Regions from separate parts of the Sus scrofa genome. Here region 1 is linked to region 2. Evidence: chromatin contacts called from public HiChIP or PLAC-seq data. All regions are on one chromosome and are shown on one strand. Each heading gives the region's core, a stretch centred on a gene start, on an enhancer-like site or on the middle of the called end of the contact. The rest is flanking DNA. Distances are from core to core; before and after follow the strand shown. Region 1 has its middle 21 kb from the start of TCF12. Region 2 has its middle 43 kb from the start of CGNL1.

Region 1 (6,726 bases), core at 3,240-5,739, 410 kb after region 2:
TGGAGCTGCCAGGAGCCACCATATGGAGCCTGAGAAAGAAGCCAACACAGAACACAGAGCCAAGAGATGAAGCGGAATAGAATTCTAATGACATTGCTTAAGCCCTTGGATCAAGCTATGCCTTAAGCTAAATATATCACTACTTTAGTTATATGAGCCAATAGCCAAAATATTCTTTGTTTTGCATAAGTCAGTTTGAGTTGTGCCCTTCATTTTGTCACCTGCAACTGAAATAGCTCTTAATTCATGAAGTGGTACTGGGAGTGGGAATTAGTAAGAGAACAATCTTAAAATGTTGAATCAGTTGATTTAGACGAGGCCCCATCTATACTGGACTGGGAATTCAATAGCAAAGTAGTAGGTTAAACTGGCACCTGTTGTATACTAGGATTCAGAAAATGTGCCTATCAAGTATGAAATGTGAAAGGGACTGTTATAAAAAGGTCAGATACTAGAGTACATCAACTATTACATGTTGGCTTTTCATTAGGTCCTATGAGAAGGACTCAAATTTAGGATTGGGCTTTGTTTACCTAAGGCAGAGAAGGGAAAAATACTGCTTTGTTATAAATGATGATTTTTGGTTACAGGCTGCAATCAAATACGACAGAAACTTCAATAACCCGGAGCCACTAAGTGTTGGAAAAGCCGTAAGAGACTGTTAATGCCAATGAAGCAAAAAATGGAGAAAATTCCGGCACTTTGGAGAAGTCTGAACATACCCAGGCCTCTCTCAAACAATTCCTGTCTGCTTAGAAAGGTAATAATTATCCCAGTCTGCTTCTCCATCACCACTGTGCCTTTCCACCCACCCACTGCTTCCCTCCTCCAACCCAACATGCCCACTTGCAAAACCAGTGGCTATTGTTTCAAATCGTTCCCAGGGAGAAACCTACACAGAGGCCATTAAGGGAGGAGAATACCAAGGCCTATGACCAAAAGACAGGAGGAGCTGTATTGAATTCTAGATGCAAAGACTGCAGTTTTACATGACATCTGGCTTTGGAGGTCCCCCCCCCCGCCCCGCATAATTCCCATGGAATTGGACACATGCAAATAGACTGGAAGCTTACTAAGTAGTAAAGAAAATTATGAGAAAAATCTTATGTCTAGAGAACAAAACCTAGTTTACTTACTGCTGTGACAGGTAATGCATAAGTCTGAGTATCTTAACACAACAGCTGTTTACTTTTTACTTTTGTAAAGTCCAGAATTAGCATTTCTGATCAGCAGCTGATCTTCCACAAGGTCATTCAGTTATCCAGACTCTTTCCATCTCATGGCTGTCTTATGAGTATGCTCTATGGTCTTAGAGTCCTTTCAGTGCAGTCATAGGAGGGAAAAGAGAACAGGAAAGGCTTACCTGGTTCTTTACCACATTATTGAGAAGTGATTCACATCACTTCCACTCATAGTCAAATGAGAAAGTCATATAGCTTTACCAAGATTAACATGAAGCTGGGAAATGTAGTCCCTGACTATGTACCTACTTCCTAACAACAACTCTATGTAACAGAAGAGGGTCCTAGTTATTGGGTGGTGAAAGCTAATTATCTCTCCCACAGCAAGCCAGTTTTCAATTTCCACTGTATCAAGAGGCAGAATGCTGAAGTCCCTTGAAGGATTATCCTCCCCACTGTCCATTACAGATATGGTATAGAACAATGGATGCGAGATTCTCCAAGAGTAAAACATATGGCAACCAGATGGGTTGATCAAAGAGCTTTCTCCTTTTGCATGGTAGGAAGCCCTTGCTATTCCTATCCAGCAATACACCATATATGCTATGAATTTGGAGACCACTGTGTGTTTGCCACAGTCACTTTTCCAAATTTGAGTTTTTATTGCAGGTGTTAGCTTTTTGTCATTATAAATTATGTTATAGCTAATTTTATCATGCAGCCTTAGGTTGCTAGACCATGAAGAACTATATCGCTACAAGATGGAGAAATGTGCTTTATCTTGCTATCTTGGACTTTTAATTTATTGGCAGTAACTAGATGATTTTTTGGATCATTTCTCTTTCAGGAGGAAGAGAGTATACTTGTGGTAATAAAAAAAAAACTGTTGCACTGAGTAGGTCTAAACATTTTTAAGGCATACGTAGAAGAATGTTTGGGGACATCCACAGAAGAACAGGGATATGTTGTATGTCTGTATTTTCCATTACCCAGGATATATTCACCCTTCCCCTGAAAACCATATCCCCATTTTCTAAAGTGGAGTTACTTTCTTGTGCCATTCATGTGTTACTGATAGACTCAGCTCCTGGGATGGGCTTCTGAATCAGATGAGGCCAATCTGAGCATCTCCTATTCTGGGCAACAGGAATTAATTTAGGAATGGACACAACTTTTGCTGATAGTGAGGATAGTGTGAGCCTAGAGCTGCTGGTTGCTGATTTGTGGAGCTGGAGAATGAAACCAACAGCAGAGGAAAGAGCCGACACATCAGGGAAAATCCAAATCTTGATGACATAATTTGAATACTTCAGGCAACCCATGCCTAACAAAACTATCTTGAACTTTTCAATTATGTGAGCTAATAAATCCTCTTCCCTGTTTAAACCAATTTGAGCTGGATTTTATGTCACGTGCAACCATAGATCCTTACTGAATCAATACTAAGTTGTGTGAGGATAGATCCGTAAATAAGCATGCACAAAAATAATTGAACATGAATAAACTTCAGGGACAGACCCAACTAAAATCGAAGGTGTAGACTGAGGAGTGGTTTACAGTTTAAGAGGGAAGTAGATGGGGGCAAGAGCTTGAAAATCAGTCAGAAGAGTAAATTTAATGGACTAGAAAAATATAGCCATGAACTTATTGAAGCATGAAGAGATGTGCTTAAAGTAAAGATTTAGAATGATTATTCTGGCAGGTGATTGGAGCAGAGCCCAAAGAAAGTCAGAAATACCATCTCCAACTGTTCTTCCTGCTCATTGCACAGCATTCACTTTGGCCTCCTTGCTTCCTACTAATTCAAACTCACCAGTCTCTGGCCTCTAAACCTTTGCACTTGCCCTGAAAAGGGCTTCGCCAAGACTGCCGTTTGGCCTGGTCCCTCATTTCATTCAGATCACTATTTAAACGTTACTTCATCAAAGAGGCCCTTCTAGACCAACTTAGCTAAAACATAAACTCACTACATCCACCTGCATCCTTGTGTGTCCTTCTACTCTGCTTTGTCTTCACAGTACTTGTCACTACATATTATATTGTATATCTATTTGTAAATGTATTACCCCACTGGATGAACTGCAACGAGATTCCATAAGTGCAGATATTGTTTTATTCACTGATATATCCCTACTAAGTACAACAGAACCTGGCATATAGAAAGTCCCCGATGAATGCTTGTTTGATGATGAATGAATGAAATACAGTAAATGGGACAAAAAAATCATAAGAGGGCTGAGCCAGTCTCTTAAATTCCTAGAATATTCCTATTATCTCAGTCAAAAACTCTGCTTTAAGCTCCCACTTTTGCTCCACCTCCAAAAGGGCAGGGAATTAGGGAGGTTTGCTACTGCTAAAGCAAGGAGTTGAGATATTTTCCCAGATGATTCTGGTAAGAATGCTACTTTCTCCTGAGTTACCCCGTTAAGAAGATACATGTCCAATTCCAGACTGGACTGGGTTTTTTGACCACCTCAGCTCCGAGTAGAGCCCTGAGAGAAAAACGAAGTAGTGGTGTTTCAAAGTCTCAAAGGTTCCAAGGTATTTCTCTTCCCAGGTGGATTTCAGAATGATGACAACTTGAGGGGGCAGGAGTCACACACTAAGCGGCAAAGGGCACCGGGGGCGGTTTCCACTGATCCTTCGTTACCACCCAGCTTTCTACCGCGGCCTGCACGTCAACGCTTCAGGGGACGGTGGTGCTTCCACCAAGTTTTCCTCCCCGGCCACTGGTCCCACCCGCCCCTCCCACTTCAGGCTCAGCCTCTGATTTCCGCTGATCGCGGCTGGAGAGAGCCCGGAATCCAATTACTTTCCCCAGGGAGCACAATCCACCAGCCGGGTCGCCAAGAGGTGGGGGTGGGGGGTCGAAGAGCCGCAGAAGCCGCCCCTCCCCCGCCGCCCGGGCCTTTGGGCCCCGCAGCCCCGGGCGGGGCAAGCAGAACCTTGGAGAGGAGCGCAGCACCGCCGCCGGGACTATTTGTCCTTCCGCGCGGGGCGCTGCGGCCCCGCGCCGACGTCGACCCGGCTGAGTGGCAGGAGATTAGCCAAGGGTTTCCCCCGCCGCGCGCCCCCGGCCAATCGGCGCCGCGCGGGCGGTGCTGGGGGGCGGCGCACACGCACATTCCAGAATCCACGCCTCACACGAACATCCTCAGTCCCGCGCACGCTCCCCTTCCCGCCCCGCCCTTTCGGCGGCACGCGCTGCTCCTCGGGGCCATCTCCTGGTCTGGACCTGGACCCGGTCGTTTGGGGGCCTTGATGCTGCTTTCCAAAGTGAAAGTGAAATGAGGAAGGAAGGAAACCCAGTGGTCTGTTGGAGAAGGGTAATTAGCATCTGTGTAAAGGTTTACACTAAGGTTCCGCCGCCGTCAGGCTCGCTTCACAGACTGAAGTGAAGCCACGGAGAGTGTCATTGAGGAGGAAAGAGGACCTCCCCCCCGCCCAACTCTTGAGAGAATGGGTGGAGAACTCTTCCCATCTCCTTGAGTGTTCTCTGGTCAGAGGAACTTAAACTGGTGGATTAAGTTCACTTGGTTTTTGGCTGCGGTCAGAACACATGATACCGCCATTCTCCGTCTGGGGGGGAAAACCCGACAACATTCTCTCCTGCACACAGTGCCAGGCTTATGAGGCCACATCTGACATGCCCGCTTGAAGGAGAAAGTGCTCTATTGTGCCTTGTTTTCTCTTTTGAATCACGTCCTCCTGAGACTGTGGCTGACCCTTAGGCCCATGGCGTTCTTGAATGTGATTGACATGCGTGATTAGCAGGCTAGTGAGAGAGAACCAGGGAAATTGCTGTCAAAACAATTACATACATGGACATCAGAACAATGACTTGGAAGCCCCCAGGGACTTAGAGACCATCCTAGCTCTGCAATGGATGCCCTCTGGGACTGTGGCCAAGTCAGATCATCTCTTTGTGTCTTCGTTTCTTTCTGGTAAGTTAAAACCGTTCTTAATGATCCCAATTTCAAAGTATATCATAAAAATAAACTTAGAAAACTGAGGTGAAAATATGGAAGGTTTTGTTTTTGAGGAAAAGTGGTGGTGATGGCTGAAAGACACTGAACAGAAGACCCTGTAAAAGGAAGCCATTTCACCGTCACCCAACAGCCTGGTCATTTAAGTTAAATGTAATACACATATATTGACACTAACTGTGTAGATGCGGACTTCTAAGCTTCCTGCTGTCTGATCTTCATGAGAATTATATTTATTGGAAAAAAAATCCATGTATAAGTGGACCGGTAAAGTTCCACCCCATATTGTTCAAGGATCAGTTTGTGTTGTAAATCCACACTAATTCCTGAGTTTGAGACCTTAGCCCATGCCCTCACCAATTCCCGTCACCAAGCCTTGACCATTTTCATTTGCTTGTCTGTGTCTGTTCAAGGGCCACAAGGCATTGCTAGATACTGATACAGAATGGTGCTCTGGTTGTAGCTCCCCACTTGAGCCTAAGCTGTGGCTTGGGGTTCAGACAAGTATGGGTGTGTCTGCGGAACTGCTGGGACAAAGTTCCAGAAGCCTATTGACCCTAGTGACTGAGGAGGTTCCTAGGATAGAACGTGTCCTCAGGGAAGGAGTCTAATCCAGTGAGCTTGAGCCGGAAACAAAGACTAAGTCGTGAGAAGGGAGAGGACCTTTTGCATCCAGTTCTGTATCTCCTGGCCCTTCCTGTCCAGTAGGGTTGGGGACAGGATGGGGAAGGGTAAAAAAAGATCAACGCTATGAATAAAAGCTAAAATAACTATTTCAGACTTTTCAAATCCCACATTTCACATTCATAACACATGCTCTCACCTTTACTAGAAAAATCAAGCTATCAACAAAACAGAAAACCAGACTAGAGGTGGCTTGAAAAATATGGAATTTATTAGCCCATCAAATAAGGTAGTTGATAATTGAATGTCTCTGAGGATGTCTCTAAGGACCCAAGTAGATTTCTTCTTTCTGCTCTGGCATCCTCAGACTATCTCTCCTGCCATCTCCCTTCAAGGCAGCATCATAGCTTCAGCATTTCTTGGCATTAAGTGCAGTCAAGGGCAACCATCAAATTGGTGGGTTGTTGGTTCCCACCTCTTTCCATCTCTCTGTCTTTGTGTCTCTTTTAGAATAAAAGAAGATTAACCCTCCCTAGAGGCCTCTAGTAGAACTGAGTCCCAATGGGCAGACCTGTGTCAAACACACATCCTAAATTAATCGTAGAAATAACTGTGCCACACATAATCTACCCCACATGCTGGGAAGAGAAATCACCTCCCTCAAGTATGCAAGAGGGTATAATCCAAACAACATCAACATTTTCCAGAAAAAAATTAGGAAAAGTGGTTGTGGCTTAGGTCTCAAAAGTTTCTTTCATTTTTTTTTTCTCTACTTCAAAATGTTTTTGTATCTACTCTCATTCCTCACTTCTAAATTTTTAAATCTTCCTTCATATTACGTCTTCACTAGTTAAACGAAGAGATAATCCAGCTCCATTCCAGGATTTGGTCCCCCAGCTATGAACCTACCTAAGACCTTGCTCTTGTTCTAGACT
Region 2 (7,089 bases), core at 442-2,941:
CACCTGATCCTTAACCCACTGAGTGAGGCCAGGGATCGAACCCACAACCTCATGGTTGCTAGTCGGGTTCGTTACCGCTGAGCCACAATGGGAACCCACCCACCCCCTTTTTTTTTTTTAATAGGGCAGGTCTTAATCCAGTGACTGGTATCCCCAGAAGAAAAGGAGATGAGGGAAGATCATCTGAGAACACAGGGGGCAGCCTGGCCATCTACGAGCCAAGGAGCAGTGACTAAGAAGAAACCACCCCCCAGCACCTGGATTTCTGCCTTCTAACCTTCGGAGATATGGTTGTTTCTCTGGTTCAAGCACTTTGTTACGGCAGCCCCAACAGACTAACCCAGTGGGGACGTAACCAAGTAGATGCGGAAGAGGTTGTCAGAAGCCCTGAGAAGGCCCAGGCTGAGGGCCCCTGGGAAGGGGTGGGCTGCAGGCAGAGGGGGATCGGCTGCCTGGGGGCAGATGTGGGAACCCGAGGAGGACCAGCTTGGAAGGCAGAACAGGGATTCCAGAGCCTTCAGCTGAGGGAGGGCCAGTGGAGGGACGAGCATGCCCTCTCCACCCACCAACACCCACTGTTCCAAAGGGGGTCGGATCTCTAACTACCAGAAACACGAGGGAACAGCCAAAAGTACACGAGACCCATTTCCTAAGACATGAAATGCAAGCCAAGGTTCTGTTTGTTCTCTGACAATGTAAACATCACACATTTTTATTAGGAGAGAAAACAAAAAGCCAAGAATCCACATGAGACTCTCTGGAGAGAATCCTGTCACTGCCACATCCACGCAATCTGGCCTTCGCTGGCATCTTAGTCCCGCTGGCCGTCAGATGGCTGCCCAGACAGCCGGTCACATCCAGAGCTGCATGAGGACTTGGGTGGGCCCTTTTCACTCTCAAAATAATTCTGCAGTTATTTTTACGACTGTGTTGAAAAAACACAGACAAAGATGAAGACGTTAGTACTGTAAACAAAAACATTGTCTTCTACCTAAAAGTTAATTTTTCCCTTCTGGTTTTACAAGAAATGGGAACATTTCCATGGGCCCCTTCAGTGTGGAGACATCCTGGGTGAGGGGGCCCTGGTCCTGATGTTAGCAGCCCCTCGGCCAGCCCAGAGGCCACACAGGCTGGGCAGGAGGGTGGGGGCGAAGGGTTCTGGCCCCAGGAAGATGGAAAACCAGGCTTGGTTCCAGGCAGAAGGAGGCAGGGAGTAAGGCACAAGGGCCGGAGCCAGGCACATCACTGGACCTTGGTTGGTCCCCAGAGGAGCCAGGAGAGAATGGAGGACAGGAGAACAGGAAGGAGAATGGGGGAGACCTGCGGGGATGGCACCTTGAGGCTGCCTGGCTTGTCCTCCTCACCCAGGGGTCTCAGATCTCCCATTACCAAGGGCCAGGCTGGCGCAGAGCCTGGGGTCTGGCAGAAAGCTGGGTCAGGTGGCCTGGGGTGGGCCCACCAAGCAGAATGCAGGGTGCAGGAGATACGCTAGGCTCTGCAGGTTGTAGTCGGGCAGGCATGGCTTGCATCTTACCCTGTTTCTTCCACAATCCCCAGCAGAATGCGGCCTGCAGACAACCGAGAGAAGTTCTTTTTAATTGATGGTTGGGCACTCTTTGCTGTGAACCCTACCAGCCACCTCACTGAACCCTCTGTCCAAGGATCACAACCATTTCTAGCAGCAGGGGGCGCCCCAGCGCTGGAAGTTAAAGGTGGGCTGGGCCAGCGTGCGAGCCCGGGGGCTTGGGTGACCAGAGGACGGAGGGGCCCCGGTGGCCAGAGGACTGGGAAGCTGGGCTATACTCGGGGCGGAGGCAGCCGCCCACAGCGGCAGTTTAGCGCTAGAAAGAGCCCTCCCGGGAAGAAGTCCAGTTTGAAAAATAAATCTCATGTTAAGAATCATTCATCACTCCCACCCCAACTCCACCTCAGAAAAGCCCTTTCCTGTCTCGAGATCTCCCTCCCCAGACTCTGTGCCTCCTCCCGAAGGGCAAAGAGAACAGCCTGGGTCCAGGAAGACACACGTTGAGGTCCTGAGTGATTGGGCCGAAGGTCTAAGCTACCCTCTCCTCTGAAGGCCATGAGTCGCAAGAGCCCCTCCAATCACACCTTTGTCTAAAACAGGAAGGAAAGAGAAGGATATGAGCCCCCCTTGCAGGGCCAGTGGAGACCTTCCGAGGGTGGCACAAGGTCGCCCCGCCCCCGCCCAAAGGATCTTATTTGTAATTAAAACAAACGTGGCTTATTTCAGCAGCTGAGAACAAACAGGAGGTGGGACCAGTCAGCTGAGGAGAAAGCAGGACAAACAGAGAACAGCCAGGCAGAACAGTATGGCCACAGCCTTTTGGATACCGTACATGCTGACAAGCTCCTGAGGATGCCCAGGCTCTGCAAGAATACTAAGATTTCGGCATTTGCTTTGAAAGCACAGTAAGAAGTCCGCAGCTAGGCTGGGTCAGGCAAAGTGCGGTGGCAGAGAGAGAAGTTGGGGTGAGTGCCTAGTTCCCATCTCCCCCCAACTTCCTCACAGTTCACACGGACAGAATAGGAAGCTCAGACAAGTTAAGTAACTTGCTCAGGGTTACACAGCAATTGGGCAAAAAAACCTGGACTACAAGACCCAAATAATGGGACTCTCTGTTCAGTGTTCTTCGTGTAGGTCTCCGTGGATGCCTAAGAACATCCACTGATGTTACTGAGAGCTCTCTGTGTTGGGCGCTGCTCTGGTCTTGGTCTCCTGAGTGGTTTTGTCTCTCAGATATTTGATTCTTACCATATTTCCTCATCTTTCACCAACATCCAGTCCATACACAACACCAGTGGTTTTCTCCATCTGACCAGATGCCACTCGGCCAGCAAGGCTGTGCCTTCACTGAGTTCTGGGGGTTGCGTCTCCAGACCTCCCCTCATCCGCCCCACTTTCAGGAGCAGCAGAAATCAGCCTGACACCAGCTTGGCCCCAGACCACCTCTCTCAGGGGCCTTCACTCCACACATCTGGAGGAGACTAACGCTGACAGCTACACAATGGCCCAGAGTTAAATGACTCCTAAAAATAGTGCGATGTGTTTTTGGATCATGCCTAATCGTATTTATCTTTTGCCAATGCTAAATGCCATTCACACATTACATTATTTAAACCTTCTAACAACTCTCTTGGTTGAATACAGTTATTACCCATTTCACAGATGAGAAAATGCTTGAAAGGGTTAAGTAGGACGAGGGAAAAGGGTCAGATCTTCCTTACAGAATTCCAAACACAAATGTGAATATTCCTCCCTCCAAGAGGTGTGCTTTAATTCCTCTGACCTTGAGTGTGGGCTGGATTTAGTGACTGTCTTCTAAGGAATAAAACGCTGGAAGGGCAAATAGTAACTTTCTAGGGGCAGACACCACCTTACCAGAGTGACCCAGGTGACATTACCAATGATAAGTCAGGTGGATAGCATGAACCCCTCACGTGCTGGTCAGAGACGGGACACAGGAAGAATGCAACATGGTAGCATGGATTAAATCCTGGAACAGAAAAAGGACACTGGGGGAAGAATGATGAAATTTGAATAAAGTCTGGTTTTAGTTACAAGAAATGTACTACCGTTAATGCCTAAGTTTTAACAAATGTGCCCTGGTTATTTAAAATATTACGTTAGAGCAATGGGATAAAGGATGTAAGGGAACTTTGTAGTGTACTTGCAACTCTCCTGTAAACCTAAAATTATTGAAAGGAAAATGTTAAACAAAAAAAGATTAAGCCCAAAGTCACAAGCCAAGTCAGGATTCAAATCAGACTCCAGACTTTCTAAAGCCTTCTTTATTAACTACCACTCTTGGTTGTGTCTCCAAATAACGTCACCAGCTCTTAATATTGAGTGTTGTGTTCTAGGCAGTTTTACGTGTGGTATCCTCCCAGTAAATCACTCCTTCTTTCACAGGCATTTTCTCTCTTTTCTCTGTCCATGGATGGTAGGCTCTTCAAGAGATGAACCTTTCCAGTCAGAGCAGTGGTCCTCACATCCACTTTCAAAAGTTAACAAGTTCACATTGCTGTGGCTGTGGCATAGGGTGGTAGCTACAGCTCTGATTCCACCCCTCACCTGGGAACTTCCTTGTGCCATGGGTGCGGCCCTAAAAAGACAAAAAAATAAAATTTAAAAAAAGGGAGTTCCTGTCATGGTTCAGTGGTAACAAACCCAACTAGTATCCATGAGGACATGGGTTTGATCCCTGGCCTCGCTCAGTGGGTTGAGGATCTGGCATTGCTGTGGTGTAGGTCGCAGATGTGGCTTGGATCCCACATTGCTGTGGTTGTGGTATAGGCTGGAAGCTGCAGCTCCTATTCTACCCCTAGTATGGGAACCTCCATATGCTACAGGTGTGGCCCTAAAAGGGCAAAAAAAGCTAACAAGTTCACAGATATCCCACCCACACTCGCTCACACTCACCCTGCCCCGGCACTAACCCAGATATGCACCTCGGATGGTACACCTTCCTTCTCTTGTTTCTAGCGAGTGGGAGGCAGTCCTGCTTCCCAGTCAAAGGTACAAATAGAGACCTATTTCCCCCCAGAGATTTCAGCATCTTCAAAACAAATAATCCCAACTCCGCGTATCATTCCAGGCAAGAGCCACCTGACTGCCCCGTTAAATGAAGGGATGTCCAGGAGCCTCGTGGCCCCCAGACCCAGCTGGGCCCTCCTCTTCGGTGGGGACTTCTAGTGAACATTTTATTAAAAGCATGACCCACCTCTTGTTCAAACCAACTGGCTGTGGGGCAGTTTGCTTGTGTTGTTATCAGATCTAACAGGAGGAGGTCAGATCAAGTCTGAGGCTGGGAGTCCGTCTCTCCGCAGAAGAGCAGAGAGGATGCCTGCGATTTGGAATAGATGGCTCTCTGTGGACCCCAGATATTTCTGGGGATGCCCCACTGATAAAGGTAAAGAAAATACCCCCCTCCCCAGTGCCAGCCCCTCCACTGCTTTGAGCACCTTCATCTTCTCTGATTTTGTTCACCCTCGATGGAGGCGCATGCACCTTCTCTAGACCCCTGTGATGGCCAAAAGGGCCGAGTCCTCAGTGACCAAGCCCCTTTTCCCAGGGAATCAACCCGGCAACCATGGTTTTCCTGTGTCCTCCGGGGGTGAGCACAGCAATGCACACAGGAAGGGATGTGGGAAGAGCATAAAGTTCAAAGATGTTCCCCTCTTGTTTCCTAGAGGGCTTTCAGTCTCTGGATAAAGTTGGGACATTTACAATTTTGAAAAATCAATCTTACTTATTTGGTTAGTGTAAATGGTCTAACATATTTAGTCAGTCTAAATAACCAAATCCTTTATTCAATGATGGAGACAATTTTAGGGCCCCCATCCACACCCTCCTCTACCTGGCACACTGTCACGACCCTAGGGAAGGGACTGAGTGATTCATCCTTGTTGCTCTAGAAAGGAGCATGGGAGGTGGGGGTGTTAGTTGGGAAGTGGGATTTCTCTCTCCAGGATGAGTGGAGTCAGGGTACCAGGCAACACATAGGATGCTGAGAGCAGGGCACAGAAGCAGCCTGTTGAGGACCCCACGGGGCAAACGAATAAAGCCCACTACAGAGGGTACCTGGTTGCACATCCCTCTGTGGTTCCTTCCACTGTGATATCCCTGAGCTGGCTCAGAAAGACCAGCTGTCTCAGCTCCCCTGCCCAGGCATGGATATAGGATGGGAGAGGAAATCCTGACCCACAGAATCACAAGAAACAAAATTTCACTTTTAAACTGTTTAGGGTTGCTTGCTGCCTGAGTCCTCTGATTCCCAGAGGAATTTGCCTTCCCTCCCACCTCCCCTGTGTCACTGAGCACCTAGGACAAGGAGCTGGCCCAGAGTCCTGCCTCACTCGGCTACCTCCTGCTTCTAACCAGTGGAGGGGCTGGTGTGCAAAGTCCCCGCCTTCCCCCAAATATTCAGGCTTTTCTGGGTCCACGCACACCCAAAGCTAGCACAGCGAAGGGGTGTGTAGTTACTCTGTGAAATTTTGGCATGCAACCACATCCAGGAGGTGCACTGCAGGAGGCTTGACTTGGCTATGGACAGGTCAGGTCCTGTCACAGATGCCCATCTCCAGGATCTGATGGCTCTTCCCATCTGTCCATCCACAATGGTGCTGAATGAGGCCCAGCCCTGGTCAGATAAGAAGAGGAGGCTCCAGGGGTGGAAGCAGAGGTCAGAGAAGAGAGTCATGAGGGTTCAGAAGGGGCAGGGTGCTAGCACCAGGCCTGCTGGCAGATAAGTCATTGAGTCAATCTTGCAGGTGCAGCTCCCAGGGCCCCTGGCATTGCAGAGCTGGGGGTGGGGTGGGTGGAATAGGGTACAGGGATTACCAGCTACATACCTCGCCTTCCCTGTGCAACCTGTTTTAGAGGATGTGACTTGAGAAAGGAGTAAAATACTGCATTGTACCTTCTCCAGACTCTGTGTGTGCTTGTCTGGCTAACACAGTGATATTATATAGCAAGAACCCTCCCACCCACTAGAAGTCCTCATACCCATGAAGACTGAAGCTATGGAATCTTCTCAGGAAGTGTAGGAACTTTGTGTTAACCTACCTGCCACCCCAACTAGACTGGGAGCTCCCCCACGGTAGGGTGACACCAGCCAGTGCCCCATAGAGCAGAACAACTGTCTAGCTGACCCCTGCCTAAACCCATGATCCACAAAATCATAAGAGTTTTAAAAAATATTTGTAAATGGGAGTTCCACTGTGCCTCAGTAGTAATGAATCCGACTAGTATCCATGAGGATGCGAGTTCGATCCCCGGCCTCGCTTGGTAGGCTAAGGATCTGGCATTGCCTGGAGCTGTGATGTAGGTTGCAGACGTGGCTTGGATGTGGCATAGGCTGGCAGCTACTGCTTTTATTTGACCCCTAGCCTGGGACCTTCCATGTGCCTGCAGATGCAGCCCTAAAAAAAAAGACAAAAAAACTAAAAGACAAAAAAAAAAAAATGTTTTCACTGAATAATGGAATGAATGAGGGCTCAGGATTGAGGTTTGTCCAGGAAACTTGATTTATTTCCATGAAGGGGAACACAGTCAATGGCTGGACTGGG

What was found. HiChIP or PLAC-seq counts read pairs in DNA pulled down with a chosen protein or histone mark.
Region 1: an H3K27ac HiChIP or PLAC-seq map of alveolar macrophages shows a contact between it and region 2. The contact joins two enhancer-like sites. A contact is called at or near these places in 1 of 47 Hi-C or Micro-C datasets (embryonic fibroblasts) and 2 of 2 datasets of contacts at active chromatin or transcription factors (alveolar macrophages and skeletal muscle).

The regions. Positions count from the first base shown.
Region 1 is chr1:115,074,337-115,081,062 of Sscrofa11.1, forward strand. No RefSeq gene overlaps it. Among named protein-coding and RNA genes, the nearest start is that of TCF12, 21 kb to the left of the region's middle. Within about 2 kb of position 4,490, at least 78 of the 83 cell types and tissues checked have an H3K27ac peak or open chromatin away from gene starts, as enhancers often do. A contact at or near this core is called in alveolar macrophages and skeletal muscle, where this site is marked.
Region 2 is chr1:114,667,475-114,674,563 of Sscrofa11.1, forward strand. No RefSeq gene overlaps it. Among named protein-coding and RNA genes, the nearest start is that of CGNL1, 43 kb to the left of the region's middle. Within about 2 kb of position 1,692, at least 18 of the 83 cell types and tissues checked have an H3K27ac peak or open chromatin away from gene starts, as enhancers often do. A contact at or near this core is called in alveolar macrophages and skeletal muscle, where this site is marked.